Linked DNA regions of Sus scrofa: regions 1 and 3 are each linked to region 2. A link is a contact called in public Hi-C and HiChIP or PLAC-seq data. All regions are on one chromosome and are shown on one strand. The core of a region is the stretch at or near the end of the contact, and the rest is flanking DNA. Distances in the headings are between cores, read along the strand shown. Region 1 holds the start of ARID3A (AT-rich interactive domain-containing protein 3A). Region 2 holds the start of CIRBP (cold inducible RNA binding protein). Region 3 holds the start of MED16 (mediator of RNA polymerase II transcription subunit 16).

The links. Hi-C and Micro-C count contacts between places; a contact is called where the count stands out from the background. HiChIP or PLAC-seq counts read pairs in DNA pulled down with a chosen protein or histone mark.
Region 1: a contact with region 2 is called in an H3K27ac HiChIP or PLAC-seq map of alveolar macrophages. The contact joins the promoter of ARID3A here to the promoter of CIRBP in region 2. A contact is called at or near these places in 2 of 5 promoter capture datasets (fetal liver and liver), 1 of 47 Hi-C or Micro-C datasets (liver) and 1 of 2 datasets of contacts at active chromatin or transcription factors (alveolar macrophages).
Region 3: a contact with region 2 is called in a Hi-C map of liver, with 5 times the contacts expected there. The contact joins the promoter of MED16 here to the promoter of CIRBP in region 2. A contact is called at or near these places in 1 of 47 Hi-C or Micro-C datasets (liver) and 1 of 2 datasets of contacts at active chromatin or transcription factors (alveolar macrophages).

What each region holds. Positions count from the first base shown.
Region 1 is chr2:77,463,481-77,466,379 of Sscrofa11.1, reverse strand. ARID3A (AT-rich interactive domain-containing protein 3A) reads left to right here and starts at 1,464. Exons shown (of 9, transcript XM_013994805.2): 1 at 1,464-1,649. LOC102160393 (a long non-coding RNA gene) reads right to left here and starts at 1,301. Exons shown (of 3, transcript XR_001307031.2): 1 at 768-1,301.
Region 2 is chr2:77,192,775-77,195,859 of Sscrofa11.1, reverse strand. CIRBP (cold inducible RNA binding protein) reads left to right here and starts at 1,563. Exons shown (of 5, transcript NM_001246197.1): 1 at 1,563-1,616; 2 at 2,654-2,795; 3 at 2,884-2,990; 4 at 3,084-3,085. The coding sequence starts at 2,693.
Region 3 is chr2:77,489,686-77,492,663 of Sscrofa11.1, reverse strand. It overlaps MED16 (mediator of RNA polymerase II transcription subunit 16), which reads right to left and starts at 1,711. Exons shown (of 16, transcript XM_005661362.3): 1 at 1,568-1,711; 2 at 5-182. The coding sequence starts at 137.

The DNA.
Region 1 (2,899 bases), core at 215-2,714, 270 kb before region 2:
GGGACTTCCCTGTACTTTGGAGCTGACCTGGGGCCTGGCCCTTAAAGGGTGGCTCTTCTCTGCTAACTCCCCTGAGTCTCCCAATTCTGCCTGATCCTGGGCTGGTTGTCTCCACCCTCTCTGGTACGTGTGTGAGGGGGCAGCTGGGCTTGGCTGTTTAATAGCCTAATGGTGGAAGACTCCCAGTCACCTGCTACCATTCGGCACAAGGCACAAACAGCCTTGTGGTTCCAGAAAGGTTGGGTTCCAGAAAGGGGCAGGCAGAGCTCTGGTGTGGTGGGGGCGCTCCCCTGCACTATCCCCTGACTTAGGAGTCCCCCAGAGAGCAGGCCTGCAATGGGGGCGGGTGATGTGTTAGGGAGGACCCCAGAAGATGGTCAAGCTGTGCATCATAGAGGAGAGGGCTGCCCACCCCCCACACAAGATTAGGGACTCCAGTCCCTCCCCTTGGGGGCCCTTGAGAAGTGCCAGCCCTCTGGGTGGCCCCCTCCAGCCCTCTATACTTCTATTGTGGTGTTATCTGGGCTGCAGCCTGGGCCCCTGAGATTAACTCCCAAGGGTGGCCCCAGGGGCTCACAGCCTGGTACCTGAGTGCACACCCCTGCGCCCACCTTCCCAGTAACCTACTCTGGGCCTCAGTTTCCCGCTCTCTGAATTGGAGATATTAAAAGAGTCTCCACTACACGATAATGTGAACCTCATGTGGGCACATGGCCTAATAACCAAGAGCTCAGAAGTGTAAGTTATTATTATTGAACTACTATTACCAAGAAGATAACCTTGTCTCTCCTGCTGGACGGCGTGGGTAGTCAGGTTCCCAAGAGGAGGTGACCATCGAGGGTAAGGGTCTTCAGGAGTTAGCGATGTGCTCTCCCAGGGATCCAGGACGCACTTTCCCACCCCAACGCCTTTGCCAGCACGGTTTGCCCCCGCCCCCCACCGCGGGGCCTGGCAGACGCGCCATCTCCCAGACCCCTCCCCACCGCGCAGAGCCCCCAGCGCAGGGCCCCTCCTTCAGATCCAGCCATCCAGCCCTGCCCTCTTTTCCGGTCACCGCGGCTCCTTTCTTTACCAGGTCTCTAATCCCCATTTTCCAGATAGAGAAACAGAGGCACCACTAGCGGGGTGGGGGGGGCGGTGAAGCTGCTTTCTTAAGTTGCTTAGTCTAAGGGGCAGAGGTGAAACTCTGAGCCCGGCAGATCTATCCCGGGTGCTCGGTAAGATGGGGGGGGTTCCCCAACTGGGCTCGGGTCTCCTAAGCCCGTAGAGGCGGAGGCTCAATTTCCTAACCTCCCCTCCTGCTGGGGCGCTCCCAGCCCCGCCCGCGCCCTTGGCGTCCTGTGCGCTTCGGGCCGCAGCGCGCACTTTGCCCACCGTCCCTAGATAGGGGGCGGGGCTTCCAGCGTCCCTGTTCCCCTTCCCTTTTATTATTTATTATCACTTAAAGGGGCAGCGACCAGAAATTTTCCGTCCACTCTCTCCCCCTCCCCAACACCTCTTGGGCTCGTCGAGCTTCGTGCGACCGAGCGCCGGGGGCGAGGGGGCGTCCGGGAAGGGGGAGGGGGCCTCGCGAGACCCCTCCCCGCGTCCCGGGCCCCGGCGCTGATTCACCGGCGAGGTATTTGCATCTGAGAGCGATTTGTCACCCGGTGATTTGTCTGCGGGGCGGTGAGCGCGCCGGTGGGGGGAGGGGAGGGGCGGGGGAGGCCGCGCGCGGGGAGACTTTTACCAATCGGGTCGGTGGGGGGTGTAGACGCGGACTCGGCCGACTACTCGGTGAGTCGGCGCGCGGCACAAACCCGGCGGTGGCCGGGAGCCAGCAGCGCGCAGCTCGCGGCCCGGGCCGGAGGCCAGGCGCGGCCGGGGCAGGGCCGGACGCCAGGCGTGGGGCATGCGCCCCCCGAGCGGGCCCCGCGCGGTGAGGTTGGGGCGGGGGGTGGACTGGCCTTTTAAATCGCGGGTTTCGTCTCGGGTGGGCACCGCTCGCCTTGGAAGCCAATAAGTGGGGGTGGTCCCCAAAGTTGTTTAGGAACGTGGGTGGGGGTCCAGGGCCGGGAAGGCGATCCCAGTGGGTAGGAGTTCGGGTGGTTTTCCCTGAGCCCCCCTTGGAGACTTCACCCCTACCATATTGCACGGAGCGGGCGCAGGGGTGACCAAGGGTCTAGAGTGTGCGCCGCACCCCCCACCCCCCCAGTCCCAGCGGAAGAAAATGGTCTCTTTGCGCGCGCGGGGGGCTATGGTCTGGGTTACTTCATTTATCCTTCTTGGAATCGGTTGTTTTATTCCGGGCCCCCGAGGGAAGCGGGAGCGCCGGGTGGGGAGGGCAGTTCCCTGGCGACCCTCCCCAGGTTGGATGGTGTATTTATAAAGTGTCGGCTCTGGGGCAGAAATGGGACCCTGAAGGGGACACCATGGTGCCCGTGGCTGGGGATGTGCTCGACCCGGGCCTTGACTCTTTGGCAGGGATCTCCAGGAAGAGCCCCCCCCTCCCCGCAACTCCGTCCAGTACCCCCCAGACACAAAAGCGGGCGCAGGAAGCACAGGGAGCGCGCGTTGGTCAATTCCAACGTTCCGCGGACCCCGGGAGGCGGGTTTGTCAATAATCTTCCGTTTTTAGTCGCCGGCCCGGAGGGGCTGCCCCCCCACCATGCAAATCAGCCGCTTTCCAAGAAGCCTTTGAAATCGGACTGGGGTTTCTGTCGTCTTATTTCTTCTCCCTCTTCAGTGTTTCTTTTCTCACTTCCTCCGGGCTGCCCCCTCCGGACTCTCCTAGCCCCCTCCCCAGCTTTCTGCCCCGCCCTCCCCCTCCTCTTCCCTTCGTGGAGTGAGGGCCCCCTTTCGCCACCCGCGGGCCCCAGCCTTGCACAACTCTTTAAATAACCGTGTTTTGCAAGCCCTG
Region 2 (3,085 bases), core at 314-2,813:
GTTACAGGAGTCAGCGTCCATGCTCAGGTCCCTACTGCATCAGCTAGATCCAGAGCCAGACTCTGTCACTATGGTGTGACAGAGTCTGGCTCCTGGAGTGGGACTGGAACTTTTCTGGGGCAGGCAGCAAAGCAAAGCATGGGTCTCTGCTCTAAAATCCCCCTGTTTTTATGCAGAGGGTCTGCCCTTTTAAGACTTTCTAGGGATATAGCTTGGGCCTCTGGTCTGGGCAGGCAGGGGTCTACACTAGCATTTTGTTGTTGTTAATTTTATGCCTGCACCAGCAGCAGATGGAATTTCCTCAGCCAGGGATTGAATACCTGCCACAGCTGCAACAGTGCCAGATCCTTAACCCACTGCACCAGGCAGGAGATGAAACCCTCGCCTCAGCAGGCAACTCGCTACCCTTAAGCAGCTGTGCAAGCTTTTTCCACCCCATGGAGGGTTCTGCGACACAGAAGGTAGTGTAACCAAGGCCTGGGCAGGGTGAAAGTGGTGGCCGTGAGAGGGGCTCCCATAAAGAGGGCATGGGGATCCAGAGGAGCAGCCCTGGGGGTAAAGATCCCTGCAAACCTGGTTCTCCTGTTGCAGAGGCCTCCGGATTCGGACTTTCATACAGGAAAAAGATTCAGGGGGAGGAGCCAAGGGAGTGCAGAATAGTGTTGGGGGGGGTGCTGGAGCACGTGATTAAGGGGAGGCGGGGGCTGAGCTGAATGTTGAGGTCCAGTGGGACTCAGGGCTGCGCCCAATTGTGGGTTTGAGAGGCCAGGACAAGGTCAGCCAGCCATCTAGTGCTGGGATGCACAAAAGGGTCTGGCCAGCTGACTGGGGGTGTGGGCGTTGCACTAGACGGAGTGAAGTCAGGATGCAAGTTGGGATTTGTAGGCAAACTGGGTTGGGTGAAATTGGGGTACCCCAAAGTTGTAAAGTAGGAAGAATGGGATCATGACGAATATTTTTGGGAGGGCTTTGGGGCCAGTCACGTTAAGCGGGACATTCAGGAGCATTGGGTTCTGGGCACTCTGGGGTGTCGGTTACACGTTGGCAAATATATAAGAACTGATGTCAGGATTCATCAGTTGGGGTGTCTGAGAGCTGATCCTCAGGTGCGTATGGGGATCTGGCTGAGGTCCTATGTGGGCGATTATTGGAGCACTGCAAAGGACGGGGTTGCAGCGGCCAGGGAGCTTTCCCAGGAGGAAGCAGCAGCCTGAACCCCTTTTGTTCCCCGCCGCAGGCCAGGGACTGGCACGCGGAAGTGGGTCAGCTCCGCCCAGCAGCGCGCTGGCCCCGCCCCCCGTCATGGTCTGGAGACTGCAGACCATGCGCATCCCCGCCAGGCACTTTGACCCCCGCCAGCACGCGGGAGGGGGCGGGGTCGGCACAGGCCCAGCCCCCCAACTCATAAATGTGAGGCACAGCCACGCCCTCAGGGGCCCTGGATTGGCCGACTCGGGGAGGGGGGGATGGGGGCGGGCTTAGGGGGGGCGGGTCCCAGCGGCAGCGTACAAAAGGCCGTACCCGGAAACTGCCCCCCCTCATTCGCGCGTTAGAAGGCTCAGGCCGTTGTGCTGTGCTGTCTTCCCGCCTGCGCCAGGGACCTGCCCAACTCAGTGGTGAGGGCCCTGGCGGTACCGGCTCCGCGGGCCCGGGGCGGCGGGCGGCCAAGGCGGGCCGGCCAAGGCGGGGCGGTGGCAGCACGCCCCTGGGCGGGGGGCGGTACCGGGGCGGGTCCGGGGTGGAGTCCGCTCCGCCGGCGGAGAGGGGTTGCGGAGACCGGGCCGTGCCGCGGCCGGAGGACGTCCTCCGCGGGCTAGAGCGCCGCGAGCGGGTCACCGCCGTAAAATGGCGGCCGCGAGAGCGAGGCTGCGCCCAGCGAAATGGCGGGAGCCCCGGGTACCCGGATGGAGTGGCGCAAGCCGCAGGCGGGGCGCATGCGCGGGGGCGGGGCCGGGGCTACTCCCCTCTTTCCTGTTGGAGTTGTGTGAGGGCGGCACATCATGGGTGCCGCCCACTCTCCGATCCCCAGGTTTGGGCCCAAACTTGCAAGGGGTTGCAAGGCTGCGGGTCGTCTTCAGGCCTGGTTTTGGAGTCATTCAGCGCAGGCCCCTTTCCTGTAAAGGGTCGCTTTAAGTCAGCACCTCCCCACATCCCGCTCCTTTTTAACATCATAGCACCCTACAGTAGACCAAGCACTTTGCCGCCCCTGTATAATAGAGAGGGTTAGAAGTTAGCTCCCTCCCCACCCCCCGACATGTTAGCAAAAGACAGAAGCCAGTGTGCACTCAGCCGGTGGCAGTGGAGATTGATGCCTTCCTTCATTGTCCAGCCCTAAACGTCCTGAGAGGGTGTCAGCGTAGCTGGAGTTTTGGGGTCCCAAATCCAGGCAGCACTGAAGAGTGCTTGCTGCAGAACCGCGGTCTGGCCCTAGCCTTCCGGGAGCCCCCAATTTCGGGAGTGGAGTTGGCCCAAGCACAGAAAAGGGGCAAGGGGGAGTGATAAAGGAATCAAGGGCTTGTTTGAATTAAGCCCTAGGTATGAGCTTGGGATGGTTAAAGGGCACAAAAGCAATTTTCCAATGTTTGTCCCAGGAGCGTGTGTTATTTGTCTAAAGTAAAAAACGGCGAGGGGGTGATTCTCCCGGCCCCTGCAGGACCTCTGAGGATTTCAGTGGTGTTTGCCACAGGTGACCATGGCATCAGACGAGGGCAAACTTTTCGTTGGAGGGCTGAGCTTTGACACCAATGAGCAGTCGCTGGAGCAGGTCTTCTCAAAATATGGGCAGATCTCAGAAGGTGAGGCTGGTTCCAGATTGGCTGGCAGCTGAGCAAGGCCGCTCACAGGGAGAGCTGGGTACTGACCTCAGACCTCTCCCTTGCACAGTGGTAGTAGTGAAGGACAGGGAGACCCAGCGATCGAGGGGCTTTGGGTTTGTCACCTTTGAGAACATTGATGACGCCAAGGACGCTATGATGGCCATGAACGGGAAGGTGAGAGGCGGCTGTCCTGGGGTCTAGAAGGTCCGGGCTGCAACCTGAGTGCAGGAGGTGCGGGGGCTAACCATATCGACTTCTGGTCTCCAGTC
Region 3 (2,978 bases), core at 462-2,961, 300 kb before region 2:
GCACCCTGGTCGTCGTTTCGGAGATCCGTGGTAAAGGCGATGAGGTTGCGGCAGGACCAGGCACAGGCCAGGGGCACCGAAGGGCAGTGCGTGCTCTTGGGCCATTTCTCCCACTCACAGACGTACGCCAGGTCCATGGTGCCCGGCTGCCAAGGTCATACACAGAGGGCGGTCACCAGCTTCTGAGGGAGGGAGGACCAGTTTGTCACAGACGTTCATGCAGGGCCTCAGGGCCCAGAGCGCAGTGCTGGATGGTGGGTCACTGCAGGGACCCAAAGACTCAATCCCTGCTCTGTGTATGTCAGGGGAGCTATATCTGACACATGGATGGCCAGGGAGGCCTCCCAGCGTAGAAGTGAGGGATCCAGGAATGCAGCCTGGAGGAAGGATATCCCAGGCAGGGGGAACAGCCAGTGCAAAGGCCCAGAAGCTGGACCAAGCCCAGGGTCATCAAGGAGCGGCAGGGGGCCCATGTTGCTGGAACTGAGTGAGAGGAAGGGAGGGGTAAAGTGAGGGTGGGGTGGGTCATGCAGGGCCTGCGCTTTCACCCTGAGTGAGGTGGGAGCCCCAGGGGAGCTGAGACCTTCTTATGTTTCACACACCCCTCTGGCTGTCTGGAGAGAAAGGCTTAGGGACAGGGTGGGGGTGACCATGCCAGTCCAGGTGAACAATGATGGGGACCATGAAGCAGTGAGGAGAGGTGGGACTGCTCTATCCTTAGAGAAGCCTTTGGCAGAGGCAAGGAGGCAGGATGGGGGGCAGGCAGCAGCTTGGTGCAGCACTTCAAAGGTAACAACCGCAACGGAAACAATGAACATTTCCACCTGCTGTCTATGTGCCGGGCATTGATTACGGTTATTTTCACCGTTACCAGAACCCAATGAGACTGTATGACCAACCCATCTTTCTCAATCACTTCCCCCAGGCCTCCCGCTTCCTCAAGCCTTGGCCAGGAACCCCAAGGCCCTGCCCAGAGGCCCCTTCAGCAGTCTTTAAGCTCTGCCCTCAAAGCTCTCCAGCCCCGCCCCCTACAATATTTGCTTTCCAGACCCCAGTCCCAATTTGCCCCTTGTGTTCCCAGGGATAGCTTAAATTTGTTCTCTCCCCAGGGTCTCCCAAACAACTCGCCTCCCTATAACCACCTCCAAATTCCCAACCCTCCAAGTCCCGCCTCTTTTTGCCACTTCAGGCTCCACCCCAGGGACCACTACCCAATAGCCAGGTGCTGGTCTCCAGTGGCCGCCTTCCAGCCCACCAGAATCCCCAGGCCCCTCCCCAGGAAAATACAGCCTTAGACCTCCCAACCCCTGATCAGGTTCCAGGCCCAGCCCCGATTTTCCCCAGCTCGGAGTGCCCGGATTCCCAGACGCCTCAGACTTTCCCCCAAGTTTCCGTCGCGACCCCCCCCCCCCGCCCAACGTGCTCCCGGGCGCGTACCCAGCACCCCTTGCTCTCCAGGCCCGCCCTCTAACCCTACAGGCCCCGCCCCCGGCCCGCTAGTCGCCGCCGCGGCCGTAGGCACCGTCCTGAGGCCGGCCCAACGCCCAAGTCCCCAGTCCCCGCTCACCGGGACGGCCTGTTCTCCCAGCCGAGCGGACGGCCACGGCCTGCACTCCACCTATCGGCGCGGCTACGGCACCGCCATCTTCCCCGGATCAACGAGTCGCCCACGTAGCGCGGCCGTTTCCCGGAGACTTCTGGGACAGCAGCGGCTCCGGCCCCGCCCCACTACCGATATAATTTGCATACATACATTGATAGTTTCCCAACAGCCACCCGAATTATATTTCGTGAAAGAACACTTTCTCAACTTCAGTGAGTAGCCTCATTCTGTTAAGCTATTGTTGCACTGATATCAGAAAAGAAGAGACAAGTTACTGAGTATTTTTCTTCTAAACGGAATTCACCCTTAGCGTAAAGTATTTTATACTCCGCCCTATAAATAGCGGTCGGGTTAACCCCGGTGTCGTGCTCGCTTCGGCAGCACATATACTAAAATTGGAACGATACAGAGAAGATTAGCATGGCCCCTGCGCAAGGATGACACGCAAATTCGTGAAGCGTTCCATATTTTGCTTTTCCTTGCTTCTTTTCCCCGTAAGCAAGACGGCTTAACCAGTCGTGGGCTTCTCTGGATTCACTCGTCTCCCGCTATCAAAAGCTGGTTCTTTTTCTGTCGGGCTCTCCCCAGTTGGGAAAGTCTTTTCTAGGAAGACCTCCTGATATTTCGGGGAAGGTGTACTGGGCTGCAGTTAGCGCCTGGGCAAAGGTATGGGGGCCGGGCTCAGGGAATCGGAGTGGGAAGAAAACAGCCAGCTAGGGGCAGCCGCAGGACCGAGTCTGTGTGTCAGTGCAGGAGGCCTGTGGAGTCCCCTAGAGCCACCACACCCGCGCCCTGAAGTCCAGACTGGCCTCCAGGCACCAGAAATTCGGTCCCCTTCACAGGTGGGAGCCTCCAAGCTGGTTAATCCAGTATCTCCTGATGTCCTCTGAGCCATTTGGATTTCCATTATTTAGCATCTGTGTTTAAAACTTTTTAAAATGCCTGTTAAAATGGAACTCAGCACACTTAGCACCCAGTTCTTGGTTTCTAAACGTTGCCCCAGTGAAAGGAACTGGGCTCCTGGGCGAAATGCCTGGTTCTAGAAGGCAGCACAAATATGCAGAGGAGCCCGGTGCTCAAATAAATAAATACCCCGCCTCAGTGAGACAGGAATCACTGAAAGAGCTCCCAGTATCCAAACCTGGAACAATCTGAGCAACAAAATGAAAGGATATTGTGTTGTAACCCAAACAAGAAAGCGAATGTCCAGGCGTCTGTACTGATATAAACAGTTAAATAAATAAATACACAGGGGGAAAGAGACAAATGTCACCTGCAGGATTCCCAGTAATTGAGGCAGATAATCCATCTTCAGGGAAATGGAGATCAGGGTGAGGTTCAACAGTGAGGAGCCCTGTGGACAGCAGGGACCCCT